2 separate regions of the Mus musculus genome follow, and region 2 is linked to region 1. A link is a contact called in public HiChIP or PLAC-seq data. All regions are on one chromosome and are shown on one strand. Each heading gives the region's core, a stretch centred on a gene start, on an enhancer-like site or on the middle of the called end of the contact. The rest is flanking DNA. Distances are from core to core; before and after follow the strand shown.

Region 1 (7,876 bases), core at 1,780-4,279:
TGCTCTTTAGTTTATAGATTCAGCATGCTGTTTAGGCAGGGTGTAGGGACACAGAAGAAGAGTCACAGGACACAGAAGTAGAGAAGACTTCAAACCACACCATCAGAAAGGACACAGACACTATGAATTAAGATGGGGAAAATTGAGAAGGCCAGTTGGTTTGGGTAGGGAAAACCAGGAGTATAATGTCTCTAACTGGGCTGATGACTAATGGATATCCAAGAGGACATGCTGAGCAGACAGTAGGTTCAGAGTTCAGCATACAGGTCAAAAACAGAGACGGGCATATGGAAGTATTATCATACACATAGGTTTTAGAGATCTGAGGCAGAAATCAGCAACTTAATGAATGAGAAGAGGTCCAAAGACTGCACACTAGGATGTGTCCACATTTCAGTGTGAGGAAAATTTGGATATGACAGGAAAATGCCTCAGTAAAAGGTCATGTCGAAATGCCTACAAGCAAAACTCTTCTAGAATGAAAAGTTTATTTTATAAACAGCATACAGAAACAAATCTTCAATTCAAGAGTGAAAGGCAACTTATCACATCAAGCTGGCTCTACCTTCCCAGGGGAAAAATTTTAGAAAATAGGCAACATCTATTAAAACCTCTCCACTCAAAGGCATGTCGTCATGAGAAGAGACTAGTGGAAGAAGGGAAACTCAATTTACAGTGGAAATCAGGACAGCACTGGAGTGCAAGTAAGGTTACTGGTGGGTTTTTGTTTAGTAATAGTATCAAATGGGACTGTTTAAAACACACACACACCATCAAATTCAGTTTAGCACCTGATGAGGTCTTCCAGAAGGAATAGAATAGAGAATCTTTATATACACGCAGAAAGGAGCCCTTGAACACAGTCCCGTGAAACCTCATGAAGTTCCTATTCTGGAGTTGTAAAGCACGGCTGCCCATGACGGATCTAAGGCAGTACTTACTCAGCTGATGGTACACTGGTTTATTTAATCCTTGCAGTTTGTTGGATGCTATAACCGCAAGTTTGCCAGGGGGCTGCATTTTGCCATCTAAGAGATACCACATTCGAGCAAAAGTGGCCCATTGCTAGGAAATAAAGAGAATAAGAAAATTCTAGTTAAAATGGAAACAATTAAAACCATTACTATACACTATTATGGGTATTCTATAACTAATGCCAGCAATTACTTTGAAAAACAGACTATCACTAGTTTGTGTGGGTGTGTAATTTGTTTCCATTACCAGTTCTGAGGTCTTTTCTTGTTATGGCATTAAGATAGTAAGGCATGTTACACAGAAAGCTGAGTGGCCAACTGCCAACTGAAGATTATTCAAGAACTCAGTTCTAGGAGAGCTAAACACAACTATGCAATCAGAGCAGTATAGCTTAGATTCAGTATGTCTATGTGTGTGTGAGAACTGAGAAACCAGGCAAGCACTCTACCACTGAGACCCATCACTAACCCCTTTCATGCTTTTGAGACAAGAGTCTCACCAAGTTACTCAGCTTAGCCTCGAGTTCACCCTGTACCCGCCAAAGGCTTGAAATTACAACTATCCCCACTTCATTCTCTAGAATAGCTGGTATTACAGGCCTGTCTTCCAAGACATCTTTAGGTCATCTGATAAAATCACTGTCTTCAATGCCTCCAAACTAAGGAAATTATCTCTATTCCAGAAAGATCTTGTCCAGGTACTTTCATATGCATATACACAAGGATTATATGCTAGAAAAATACACTTATAAGCTTGTGGTTTCATATTAGTTATCCTAAATTTTAAACTAGCCTATGCATACGCAAAAGACAAGTTTACCACATTCCATGTGAACTAATACTTTAAAAAAGCTTGATAAATAATAGAAATACTGCCACATGTCAACTTGCTGTCAAAGTTTTAAATATTCACATCTGTTATTTACCTGATTATAGACAGGTAACAACTACATTTAAAGGAAATGTACTTCAAGTAGTGTTAGGCTAGGAGTTGTCTTGGATTAACATATCAGAAACTAATTCTTTCTCTTCTATCTAGAATCTGCTTCAGTTTCAGTATTCCCTATGAGTCAGCCTTCCGGTTGCCCAAACCAGAATTCTTAAAAGTTATTCTTGTTTCTCTTTACACCCACATTCAAATCTTTAATATATATTGTGGACTTCTTAGAACTCCAATGTTTCAGCCTGACTTGTAAAATGAGTATTTTGTGTGGTACACTAAAATAGAATTCTAACTGAATTCTCCCTTTAGCCCTTCAAAGATCTCCCATCTGTGAACAGTTTATCTTCCACCTGGCGGCTTGAGTGCTTGCTTGATCCTTCTGATGCCTAAGACTTCTAGGTCAAAACTCTACAACAGGTCTTCATTCTTTATAAACAGTCTTAAGCAGCGCAGGCTTGACTTCAAGCTCACTAAGTATCGGAGAAGGCTGGCCTTGAACTTCGGATCTTTCTCCCTCCACCTCCCAAGTGCTAGGATAACATGCGTGCACCATAATTCCAGGTTTATGCGGTGTTGGGGATGGAACCCAGGCATGCTACGCTACATCAGCTACAGCTCCACACCTTCCCTTCCCCCTCCCCTACTGTACTAAACAAAAATAAACATCTTTTAGTGGTTTTTACTGCCCCACGTCATTCAACCTATTATTTCACTTTAGCTCTCTTTCCGCAAGGAACAAAAGACACGAAAGGGGCAGACTGAGGAGAGAAAGGAGCCAAAACAAAGATATCAAGTGGTAGGCAGACTCACAACCCTCTGGTAAGTGACTCCTAAAGCATTTCTTGGGTACGGGTGTCAGCTTCCCTGAAAGCTCAGCTTCTGCACTAAATCCCTGTGAACACTGCTCTTCATTTTCGCCAGCGTACTGAGCACACTATCCTGCCCGAAACGCGCAAACTCACCTGGGGCGCCCTAGAGAAGCTGGACATGCTCTCCGACCCGCGGCGTCCTTTACTTTGCACCCGCCCCGCCGGGGAACCAGCACCACGGGTCCGGCGGGAAACACAGACACCCGAGCATGAAGGTTCCTACTGCCGTCGCGTGCGCTCATCTGCTTCCCCGCCACACTCGGGTCCCCGCCGGTAGCGGTTTCGTTATGAGAGGAGCAGAGAGTGTGGCTCCTGAGAGAATAATTTCCCACAATAATTGGCGGGAAAACCGACGTAGGACATTATTTTGCAGCCAACCTGAGCGGCAGGAAACCGGAAGTGCACGTTGCGCGCGGCTCTTTTGAGACCTAACACTGAGTCCGGGCGCGAAGAGGATGGATCGGTACTTGCTGCTGGTCACCTGGAGGGAAGGGAAGTTTCGATCCGTGGCGGGTGGGGAGATCGAGCCTGGCACTGAGGCGACATCCCTGGAGAGCACCGACAAACAGCCCGGTAAGCTCTGGGCGGAGAAGAGGCGGGAACGACCGGCGGCGGGGAAGCGAAGGATTTGAGTTTCTGATGAAATCCCGGAGGGAGGCGCATAGGTCGAATGGTCCCGGGAACGTGCAACTAACTCTCTGAAGTAGTTTCTATAAGAACTGAGCAGTAGTATGTCAATGGAAAAGATATAAAGTTGTGGGTATTAGATGCCAGTGTCCCAAGTGCTTGGTGAACTGAATATTTGCCTGGTTGAATCTTCTGGTGGCATAGTCATCGAATTTTTGCTTTTAGGGAAGGTATGCTTGCAGAAAGAAGTGTCCCTTGGCGTTCCTACCACCTTGAAGAAAGCACAGAAAGAAATGATAGGTTCTGCAGATCTGAGTTTTACATTCTATGAAGGAAACATTCCACACTAAAAAAAGAGAAATGACCAGCTTTAAAAGATTTTAGCTGCATTGCTTTTTTGGCGTACTTGACTAATCTCAATATTACGTTTTCCTTGTTTTGATTAAGCAGACATTTTTAGGAAGAAATGTATATAGTTCGTATATACTTCTTTTGGAAGGAAGTTTTGATTTCTTGTTACTGATTAGCATATACAAATGAGGAGACTTGGCTGTTTTCTCTGCGGTGTCAGCACTTGAATAGACTTGGTCAACATGTATTCTGTCTACAACTTACTGGCCTTCAGATCCTCTGATAGTGAAATGGAAACAGGCCCTAGATTATGTTAACTCTTGAGTTAGATGACTGAGTCAGGTCTTTATTTTTATAGATTTGACCGCAACCAATATTTATCACCTCTTGAAGAGAAGCATCAGCGATTCAATCCATCCAGATGACAGTACATTCCCTGGTAAGTACAGAAGTGTAATGGTAATGAAATTCCTCTCCTATCCACCACCACCCCCCACCCCCAAAGTCTGACACAGCATTTTTTTGGAAATCAGTCAGTTTGATAACCTAGGAGTACAAGAAAGACTTGTTGACTTGAGAGGCACAGGGCTATGGGGGTATCTTAAAGAAAACCTCAACTACATTACTATTCCTTCCTGATATTTGAATGTTGTAAGTTTTTATAAAAGTTATTCTGGGTTCCCATTGTGAGAGTTTTGCTTCCATATAACCCTTGCTCTCCTGGAACTCTTTATCTGTAGACCGGCCTGGCCTTGAACTCACAGAGATCTGCCTGCTTCTGTCTTCCCAAGTGCTGGGATTAAAGGCATGTGCCACCACTGCCCTGCTTGTGGAAGGGTTCTTGTCTTGAGTAAAGACAACCCGTTACAGCTCCCACTCTGCCTTCTTTACCACATGTGGGTGTTGTTTTCCTGTCTATTTTACTGATTCTCTTAAAGCAAAAACAGCTTTGAGTCATCTGCTTTGACTTTCTGAAGTTCTCACTACTTTTTTTTTTGGGGGGGGGGCAAGAAATCTTCCCTACTTTTAGTTCTATTGGTACTTTACAAATATATCTATTTGTAAATGTATTTGATAATTTTCTTCTCTTTTACTTCTCCATCTGATAATATCCTTTAAGGCCCAGAAAATATGAATATGGAGACAGATCAGATCCTACAAGCTGAAGGAAGTGTCTATAGTTGGCAGGAAAAAATAGCCTCCTTTTGAGAGCTGCAGCTCTCATGATTCTGTTATAATCGGCTCCCTTCCTTATTGGAGAACCTCTAGTCTCGGGGGCAGCTCTCACCACTAAGGATTGATTTCCAGTATGTAGGCACTGTACTAGCCTGTTGTCCACGTTCTAATGGTACTCTTATTAATTTCTGAAGTTGGTAAAGTTTAGCGAATTCTTTAAAACATTCTAGACTGGGTTCTCATGAAAGTATTCACTCTGCTTGGAAGGACAGGGTTTCTTATAAGACACCCCTTTTGTACAGTAATGCAGAACTCTGCAAGTGATGTGTACTGAAGGCATGCAAGACCATCCCAGTTCAATAATCAATTAGACAGTAGAATTGTTCCATGACCTGTAACATTCCTATCAAAGCTAATTAAAAACTCTTGTTGGTTTTTAATGGCTCAGTGGGTGGGGTTGCTTGCTCTCAAGGCTGATGACCTGAGTTCATTCCCCAGGACCTATACTGAAGGAGAAGTGCAGCGCCTGCAAGTCATCTATCTGATCTCCACACAGAGTGTGACACATAGGTGTCTACACACACACACACACACACACACACACACACACACAATGCAACTAAAAAGAATTTAAAACACTGATTGTTTTAAATATGTAAGACAGTGAAAGAAATAGTAAAGATAATATTTACTGTGTGTTCTGTAGGTTATAACATGAGACACAGTGCAATTGAAGTATTTTGTTTCTTTGTTAAATCTGCTGAAAACAGTCGGGCATCAAGTTCTACTTTGCCATCATAGAACTTATACAGATTTAGCATCGTTTCTGTGCTTTGGCGACTTGTACTCTAGTTCTATCAGCTTCTAGTGTTTTTTCTTTGGGCTGTCAGTCTTGCGAACTATCCATGCATTCCTTTAATTTGACTGTTTCTTGCTAGCACCATTTTCCCTGGGACAGACATCGTTACCGGTTTTAGCATGTTTGTCACAGTAACTAACCTAGAACTCTATTTATATAGGTTTGAAAAGCACTTTAGCACCCATAACTTTGTTTTCTTGCTATTCTTCATCTTTCTCAGCAAATGCCTTTTCTGGTTATCTATTGGAAAAAATTACTACAATGAGTTTACATCAGAAGACCAGGAAGAAACAAAATTTAGATATTTTGCTTTCTCTGCATAAAATTGAATGGTAAGATGTTCAGTGACTAGTTAGCACACTGTGAAAGTAGTGTCACGATCAGTCACTGCATGGTACCTTTTTTTTTTTCCTGGCAATGGTTTGCGTACTAAAAAGCTAGGTTGGTATAGTTATGCCGACATCGTTGTAAATTGTGTCAGGGTATTTGGGCTTTTTCCTAATTGTAGTCAACAGCCATTAAAGGTTTTAATGCAGGGAAGATGATCAGATGTTGTTGTTCTTCATGTTTTTCCTCCTCGTCTTCGTCCTCGTCCACCTCTTCTACCTCTTCCTCCACCTTTTCCTCTTCTTCATTGCTTTTCTTTTAAGTGGGTGTGGGCTATTTATGTGTATATACTTGTTATCATATGTGTGTGTGTGTCCTAGGGAATCCCCCCTTCTCTGCCTCCCAAATGCTGAGATTGTAGGTGTCTGACACACCTGCTTGGCTTTTATGTGGGCTCTGGGGATGTGAGCTGGAGTCCTCACAGTTGCATGGCATGTACTTTATCTGTGAGCTGTCTCCACAACCTGCAGATCTGCTCTGAAGTACTCTAGTTGGATCAGACACATTAGGCACAGTAGGTAAGGTTATAGCTATCGGGATTATTGCAGAAGATCAGCTGAAGAACTGGGGATGGCCAGCTCAGACAGCAAGCATGTAGGCAGTGGCTATCTGAGGGCAGTTAGAGGGAGAAAGCCTGACTTAATGCTGAGGTGGCTTAGGTTAGGAGAAAGGAGGCATAACTGACATTAGAAGTCTGGCTGGTGCCATTTACTAAGAAGGAAGCATTGCTAAGAAGGTGGCATTATGAAGAAGGAACTAAGATGTCCTGTGTAGAACACATGGAGAGTTGCCTAGTAAGGTATTGTAGATATAAAAATTGAACAGATATGCCTATATCTCAAACTACAGGAGGGTAGTGCTGGAGATGTAGTTATACAATCATCTGGGTATAGGTGGAAACCGTGCGATAGAGGAGATTGTTTACAGATGATGGGAAGACAAAAAAACAAAACAAAATAAAACAAACAAATCTCAAGAATCCAAGTATTCAAGGAACATCATTTTTAAGAGATGCCAGAATTAGTGCCACAGATCCAACTGATGTAAGGGGAAAGTAGCCACACACTCACAGCAGTCACCATTGAGTCTTCTCTGATTTATGCTGAGAGATTAAATATTAACAAAGCTAAAAATTAATAAGGTCGTAAAAAGTCAGTTATTAGCGACTTCGAGTACAATTTCAGTGGCATGTGTGGAACGAAAAATCCACTAACATGCCTTTGAAGGGTGTAACAAAGCTAATGAGGAAGGGACCACCACAGGTAGGCAGCATTTTCAGGGGGGCTATAAAGAGTGACGAAAGGGATTTGCAGTCTTTGAACACGAGCAGCTAGGACTCCATTGGGAAGTACTGCTTTGAGGAATAGGTTTGCGGTTTTCAATAGTGAGGGGGGTGGCTTGGAGTGCCTGGGCTGGGATCATTTTGAGGAGTAGCCTTGGAGAGGAAGGTCAGTACCTCTTGCCTGTTGGCAGGAAGGAGCGAAGGAAGACCTAACAAGAAGGTCCATTTCCCACAGGGACTAATACTCAGTGGTTCCCAGTAAGGAAACATGATTTTGCTGAGCTCAGTGGAAGAAAAGTTTCAGTTGACACTCAGCCCCTTACCTTGCTCCCACAAGTTAAACTCACGGTTCACTCTTCCTTTGGAGCCTCGAGTCTGGTTTCTCTCCAAAGCTCTCAATTTCGTTTG
Region 2 (7,876 bases), core at 3,254-5,753, 770 kb before region 1:
TCCTGAAATGAGCCCGGGCAAGGTCATCTACAGGGTTCATTGAAGTGCAACCTACTATCACCCTCCCTGCACATCCAGCCCCAAACAAGGCTCTTGGAGGCTTCCAAGCCATTGACAGAGTAAATTAGATGAGAAGGGAAACACTGGAGAGGAGATGTGAAAATTAGTTTGACCATCCAACCTTTCCTTGCATCATGAGCAAGAACGACTAAGGGAGTAAAAAGGACATGAACCTGATGGGGCAACGGAATCTGAGCTAAGGTAGAAGACATATCCCTAATCTGGAAAATGCATGCCTATAAGCCTTCTGGATCTTAGTCTCCTAGTAAAAGAACTGATACTATTCATGCCACCAGGAGAGTTCTCCACAGGCCTGCATGAAGTGTGGCTTGTGGTTTCCCTGACTCAGTGATAGAATGTGAATGGGTGTGGTCTGCATACTCAGCTCTAATTGACAACTTCTTTGTTCCAGTATGCATCCCACTTTCCCACCAGAATCTGGGGCCTGTATTCCCCCACCCCTTCTGGACTCTCACAGCAAACTCTCCTGGAAATAATGTAACATCATTCAGGATCAGCCCCCAGGGTATCCATCAAGATTCTCCGGAGATGAGATTGACAAATATGTGGGTTTTTTTTTTTTTTAAAGTGCTTTCCTAGCAGGGAGATAGGATGTACACCTGTTGTCTTAGTCAGGGTTTCTATTCCTGCACAAACATCATGACCAAGAAGCAAGTTGGGGAGGAAGGGGTTTATTTGACTTACACTTCCATGCTACTGTTCATCACCAAAGGAAGTCAGGACTGGAACTCAAGAAGGTCAGAAAGCAGGAGCTGATGCAGAAGCCATGGAGGGATGTTCTTTACTGGCTTGCTTCTCCTGACTTGCTCAGCCTGCTCTCTTATAGAACCAAGACTACCAGCCCAGAGATGGTCCCACCCACAAGGGCCCTTTCCCCCTTGATCACTAATTGAGAAAATGCCTTACAGTTGGATCTCATGGAGGCATTTCCCCAACTGAAGTGCCTTTCTCTGTGATACTCCAGCTGTGTCAAGTTGACATGAAACTGGCCAGTACACCTGTAATCTCATCACTTGGAGTGGGCAGGAGGATTGAAAGCTTAAGGACAGCCTGGATTGTACAACAAATTGAAGGTTTATCTGAGTTATATAATAAGATCATGGTTCATTAAACCATAAATTGGAAATGAGACTTAGCAGTAGAGCATTTGTCTAGGATGTACAAGGGAATAGTTTCAATTCCCAGTGCCATTAAATACACGCACACACACACAAACAAACACACACACACACCACATATCTCACACAACACACATCCTACACATGTATAACACACCACACACATACACACCACAGACACACACACACCACCCTCATCCCACACATATACAACACACACACATACAGCACACTTTTTTCCCATTGAGAAGTCATTTGTTATTCTGATAGATTTTCCTTTATATGTAACTTGTGGTTTTTCTCTTTCAGTTTTTTTGGGGTGGAAAGCAGTGTCAGGAAAGAGTTTCTCTGTGTAATCCTGGCTGTCCTGGAACTCACTCTGTAGACCAGGCTGGCCTCAAACTCACAGAGATCCATCAACCTCTGCCTGCCTCCCGAGAGCTGGGATCAAAGGAGTGAGCCACCACCGCCCAGCTATCTTTCAATTTTCAATACCCATTCTTTGTTCTATGCCTTTATTGTTTTAACCACAATACACCAGGGGGAGTTTTCATTCTGCTCCTATTTGCTACTCTGTGTGCTTCCTCTATTGGGTATGTTTTCCTTAATTTGGGGAGGATTTCTTCTATTATTCAGTTGAAGATATGGTCCATATAATAGACCTGTTATTCCTTTCTTTGTTCTATGATCAAAATTAATTAATTTGATCTTCTCATGGTATCTCAAAGTTCTTACATGATCCTTTTGTATGTTTTAATATTCTGTGATTGAGTGGTACTCTTCCTCTACTCTGTCTTCAAGTCCTGGTATTCTATTCTATTTTCTATTCGTCCTAGTCTATTGGACCAGCAAGGCTTTCCTCGGGATTCAATTGGTTTACTGAGTTTTGCAATTTCATCCTCGTTTTAACTTGAACTGTCTTCATTAATTTTATCTCTCCTGAATTCAGTTTTTAAACTCTGAACTCTGTGTGTGTGTATGTGTATGTGTGTGTGTGTTTGCTTGTGTCTGTGTGTCAGTGTGTATACATGTGCCACATTATGTGTGTTGAGGTCAGAGAAAAACTTGGAATTTTTTGGTTTTGTTCTTCCACAAAGTGGGTCCTGGGGATGGAATTCAGGTTGTCAGAATGGGTGCTTTACCCAAGGACCCATATCGTCTGCTACAGTAAAGACTTTTAACAGCTCAATTGAAGTCAGTGTAGGCATGATGCCTCAACCACATGCTGAGTGTGGAATCCTAGTAGCAGGGGCATTCTCCTACAGAAGTGCCATGCAGTCATCAAAAGCAGGATGCAGACATGTATGACGAGCATCAAATTTCCACTAACTTTTACCCTATATCTAACAATAGTCTTGACCCCAAAAGGTATCTTTTGTGTTTAGTTATGAAGGTTCTTGAGAGTCCCTTAGGGTGAAACCATTTCTCTCCTTTTTTCCCCCAGGACTTTTATGATCTCAAGTCTTTTGAGTCCAACATCCCATGGTTTCCTACCATGTTGAAGTAGCATCCTTGTTCTGACTCTGTCCTGGGTCATTCCACTTAGTAGCAAGATTCGTTCTTCACTCTCTCAGTGTGCGTGCAACCTTAACGCATGCACTCTCCAGCATGCCATCCTTATAAGGATGAGCCCTTCACCAGCCTCTGGGTGCCTCACCTTTTATAAAAAGCTCCATGAAGGTACCCACATTCCACTTGAATTAGGTTAGAGGGCAGGATGTATAATCAAAGTTGAGTGTTTTAATGGTCTCAAATTCCATTAGCATAAAGTCAGCCTAAAGGCTCCTGATCTATGTGAAGACCAGACTCAAAAAAGAAGCTGTGATGACAACAATTGAGTCAGCCATTGACCAAGTCATCAGGTTCTTTGTTCTCTTCCTTTACAGAATGGCTAATAGCTGCCAAAAAGCACAGTTACTGTTACCACTGTTACCGGTGTGAGTTCTAAGTGGTCTCTGATCAATCCTGCCATCACATTTATTGACTTCATCACTGAGAAAAATACTAATATCTCAATATTCTTTGATTACAAAAGGCAGAAATCAACTTGCCATAGACTCCATTTGCCTAATTGTAAATAGCAGCCCTTTGTGTGTGTGTATGTGCCTCTGTGTGTGTGTGTGTGTGTGTGTGTGTGTGTGTGTGCTTGACACGAGCTAGAGTCATCACAGAGAAAGGAACCACAGTTGGGTCCAACTGGAAGGCATTTTCTCAATTAGTGATCAATGGGGCACCATTGAGGGTGGTGCCATTCCTGGGCTGGTAGTCCTGGGTTTTAGAAAATGGCAGCTGAGCAAGCCACGGGAAGCAAGCCAGTAAGCAGCACCCCTCCACGACCACCGCATCAGCTCCTGCCTCCAGATTCCAGCCCTGAGTGAGTTCCTGTCCTGACTTCCTCCAGTGATGAACTATGATCTGGAAGTGTAAGGCAAATAAACCCTTTCCTCCCCAACTTGCTTTTTGGTCATGGTGTTTTGTCACAGTTAAAACACTGACTAAGACACCCTGTGAACCATGGTTCCCCAGTCTCAGCCTTTGGGGTTTGCCTCACTGTACTGCCTTTCACCCATCCAGCTCTGGTCAAGTTGGAGGCCACTTTGTTTAGTCAGCGTATTCTGGCCTTGCCACTAGTCTTAAAGGACACCTAGGCCTCTCCTATCAAAACACTCACCGAACTGCTTTGTATCTGCTGTTCTTCTCATCTCTCTGCCCTTGGAAGTTACAAAGTGGTTTCCTATACGATGTGTGCAATGCAATGTACATATGTCTTTTATTTACAGAAACACAATTAAAATACATACCTTAAATTAGTTGCCAACATAACAACTCTGGAGATTTTCTTTAATAACAACAACAAACAAAACAACAAAAGATCATCTAGATTTCTATTACTTCTGGGACAGAGGCCCAAGCTTCATCCTCCTGAACTGCACCGATTTTTCTGAAGTCAACCCATGGATGCTTCTCTTTACAAAGACGAATTGCTCCTCAAAACACAGTCCCTATATAACCTCACTGCCTGTACTCATGCACTAGACTTTGTAATCTAGCTCGTAGACCATTCGCTCTCTTCAAACATTGAATGGCATCTTATGGTCTTATGCCTAGTTTCATGTCATTCTCTCTCCCTGGCCACAGATGATCCTGTCAGAGTGCTCAGCAGTCAACAGCGACTGACCAGGCAACTAGACACAGGCTGCTGATCCCTTTAACCATGATTACATGAAATCAACCAGCATGACTGTGCCTAAGGCTCTGTAAACACAGGCCAAGTAGGAAAGGGTGGAGCTGGAGACACTGAGGGAACTGTGGAAAAGAAAATTAGCCAGCTATTGAATTCCAGCTACTGTGACCGGGCTTCTGCTTTGGTAACATTGGGTGTTTGGTCAATGAAATCTTGACCCAAAATAAAATATGTCTACTTTTCCCCACTCTGGGGAGATGACTCTTTTTTTTTTTTTTTAATTCCTTTTTCTTTGGAGATGAGACCACATGTAAAGAGATCAGTTTCCTCAAGCAGCTGTGTGAGGGTTTTTTAAAAAGCTGTTTTTTATTGAATCTGTAACAGCAGTCTGTCTAACTCATTGCCAAATGAGTGTTAGGCATTATTCAAGAGTAATACTCAGAGCTGTGGTTTTCTGGAGAAGAAGTAAAAAGCACTCCTAAGAATAACAAATGAACATTTCTAAAGAACAAATGTTGATCTAATAGCCTTCTACCTCACCAACTATAGACTCCTGCTATGCACTTGGCTGATCACACCAGCCCTAGCATTATCCAGCCAGACTCTCCCTTTTCTGGCAAAGTGGAAGAAACTCCCTACATCTAGAACGACATCGCCGAGGCCTTCCTTCCCAGATAAAGAAGATTCTTCTTATCTTCTAATCTTCATCCTTCCTATCCAGCTTGTCCAGGCATAACTCATCTTTTAACATTTATTTTACCATATCTAGCACACACAGATACAATATCGTCACTATATCACATCAAACACACCTTATCCCTAATACTACACAGCACTCCAGCACTCATGCATTCACACACATACACTCACAAACACACACACACACATGCACACACACCTATCCCTGGTTGAGAACATCCATGATTTTAGAATTATCCTACAGAATCAGTTTTTATTCATTGTTACTATAGTTCAGAGATAGGAATTTTAGACAGCTAAAACATGGTCATTTCCACTTCTAGACAGTACTCCATTAATGCTGTGAGCCTTGAAATCACAGAGAACTGTGTTCATATTTTGGTGCTCCTAACTTGGTACTCAACTTCCTGGCTGACCTAAATCAAGTCACTTAACTGCATCAGAAGTGAATCATGATGAATTGGTTTGGGAAAATATTGACTATAGGAATAGACATGAGAACAAGTTACAAACATAAAAAAGTATTTCATTATGATTAAAAATAACATTAGTAAAATGTTTTTAGTACATAACATCTTTTTTGTACACGTTATCAAAATCATACAACTCTTCCTCATGACCTCTGCAGGGTGATGTCATCCCCATAAGTCTACCTTCACAGGGTGGGAATCACAGATGACCAAGAGCAATTCACTGATGGTTATACACTAAACAAGCAAGAGTCTGGACTGCGACTGCTTAGCCTATATGATGCTTTTAGTTGGGGTCCAGGGATTATCTCACAAAACACACAAACTACTGTGGTAGAAGGCCTTGTCTATATGCATGCCCTAACTTGTCTTCAAGGATGGGACTTGTCTAACATTCATGTCTTGACTTACCAACCAGAATGTCAGTTTCCAGGGAGGTCTTGGGAACTTAAACTTTACTGAACCGCTACTCAAAATAGAAGTCTTATTCCAAATGGTTTCTTATCTTAGTACAGGTGTCTCTTATGTTGGGGTCTATCCCTTATACCTTAAAAGCTTATACACAGATTCAGTGTATGTTGGATAGTCCGTTCAGATAGGTCCAAGCTTACTGTAGATAACTATACAAAACAGTTCTACTGACTTCTATTGTGGTTGGTTTCCAGGGGCACAGAACATAACAGACTATGTAATCAATATTGGTATTAGAAAGTTTCCTAGTAAGCAGAAACATGTGAGAAATTTTCCTTAGAATGGCAGGCTAATCAAATAACTGTTACCTCAACATGAACGTTTTTCCTCAGCATGAACGTTCTGTCTAACTTAACATCCCATCCAGGCTTTAATATTTTATCTAGGCCTTAAAACTTTTCAATGTCAAAAAGATCAAAAAATTTAAAGGCTTATAGTTACACCAAGCCCTGTACTGTCAAAAATCACAAGTGATTCCTTTGCCCCCTTACGTCTATCCATTACACAGCATTCTTCCCCACCCTCCCGCTTTCACACTCTTTCTGTCCCCTCTTCCACAATGTGTCCTGAGCCCCGTAAGAGTTGATATGGGATGCTCCCTCAGGGCTGAGCGTTCTGCAGTTCCTTCTTCTTACCATCTTAACCACCTACGGAACTCTTCATTAACAACTACAAAGAGAAGCTTCTCCACCTAGGGTTAAAAATAAATCCATGTATATAAAAATAAATGTTCAGAAGGTAGTTTCACAAGATGACTATTTAGCGAAACAGCAGTAGTAGGCTCCTATTTAAGACCTAAAACACCACCCTCTCTAGCTATGCTTTTTAAACCAAGTTTAGACTATGAGGCATGAGTTTCCTCCAATTGGAAAGTGGTAGGTTATCTGCCTAACAGCTATGCCATTATTGTATTATCTGGTAGATTGGATTTGTAGCATAAAGGATTCATGCTAGGTAAGACCATTGATTTATTTTCTCCATCAATGTCCCACACAGCAACTTCTGGCACTATGAAAGCTACCGTGCAGAATATTTTTAACTCATTCCAAACTGAGCTTTCTATGTCTTGCAACCAAAGTGTCTTCAGCAGTAGGGTCTTCTCAAACAGTTTTCAAACTCCTTTATTTTTTTCAATTATAGTTTTCAAATATCTTATAAAAGAATGGGTTTACATGAAGCTTTTTTTTTACAACCCTTGTCTTCGTTAACCCACTGCCCTCTTCTCCCCTAGCTGATGAACTACATCCTCATTTAAACCTCTAACCTCTGTGCATCGTGTGTCCAAAACTTTTCAAATCACTTTTATTCTTATCCCACAGCTCTACCAAGAATTAACTCTCTCTCTCTCTCTCTCTCTCTCTCTCTCTCTCTCTCTCTCTCTCTCTCCATATGTTCTTATACCTCTGTCACCTCTTTACAGCTCTTTAATATATAGAGTAGGGGCATGGTTCCTCTATCTTTTTCTTTTGTTTAACTTTTTATTATCCCTCGTCCACATTCTTCACAGAGGAGAGACTAAAATGATGCTATTTAATTCTTCCACACACTTCCATTTTTTCCCATTTTTCTAGTTACATCTAACAACTTTTTCTAGCTATACTTTTACATAAAAGTAACAAAATTTATCAACCTACTGACAAGAACAGAAATTCTGAGGTAGGGAAGGGATGAAATTGCTGGACACATACAGCATTCTCTCTCACTTGGAGAAGTGAAAGTTCCTGAACCACTACATGTGCCAAACACAAGGACTGTCTAAACTTTAATTATGTGCAGTCTGGGAAATGACTGTGTCCCTAAGTTCTCATCTTTGCAGCTCTCTATTTTCTGCTCAGTATAACCCTTGGCTCTCA

Evidence for each region. HiChIP or PLAC-seq counts read pairs in DNA pulled down with a chosen protein or histone mark.
Region 2: a FOXA1 HiChIP or PLAC-seq map of pancreatic cancer cells shows a contact between it and region 1. The contact joins the enhancer-like site here to the promoter of Mtbp in region 1. A contact is called at or near these places in 4 of 39 promoter capture datasets (the HPC-7 cell line, embryonic stem cells, hippocampal neurons and 1 more), 2 of 484 Hi-C or Micro-C datasets (the HPC-7 cell line and embryonic stem cells) and 1 of 115 datasets of contacts at active chromatin or transcription factors (pancreatic cancer cells).

What each region holds. Positions count from the first base shown.
Region 1 is chr15:55,554,379-55,562,254 of GRCm38.p6, forward strand. It overlaps Mtbp (Mdm2, transformed 3T3 cell double minute p53 binding protein), which reads left to right and starts at 3,030. Exons shown (of 22, transcript NM_134092.3): 1 at 3,030-3,359; 2 at 4,123-4,203. The coding sequence starts at 3,242. Mrpl13 (mitochondrial ribosomal protein L13) reads right to left here and starts at 2,934. Exons shown (of 7, transcript NM_026759.3): 1 at 2,880-2,934; 2 at 942-1,065. The coding sequence starts at 2,906.
Region 2 is chr15:54,786,983-54,794,858 of GRCm38.p6, forward strand. No RefSeq gene overlaps it. Among named protein-coding and RNA genes, the nearest start is that of Ccn3, 45 kb to the left of the region's middle. Within about 2 kb of position 4,504, at least 17 of the 459 cell types and tissues checked have an H3K27ac peak or open chromatin away from gene starts, as enhancers often do. A contact at or near this core is called in pancreatic cancer cells, where this site is marked.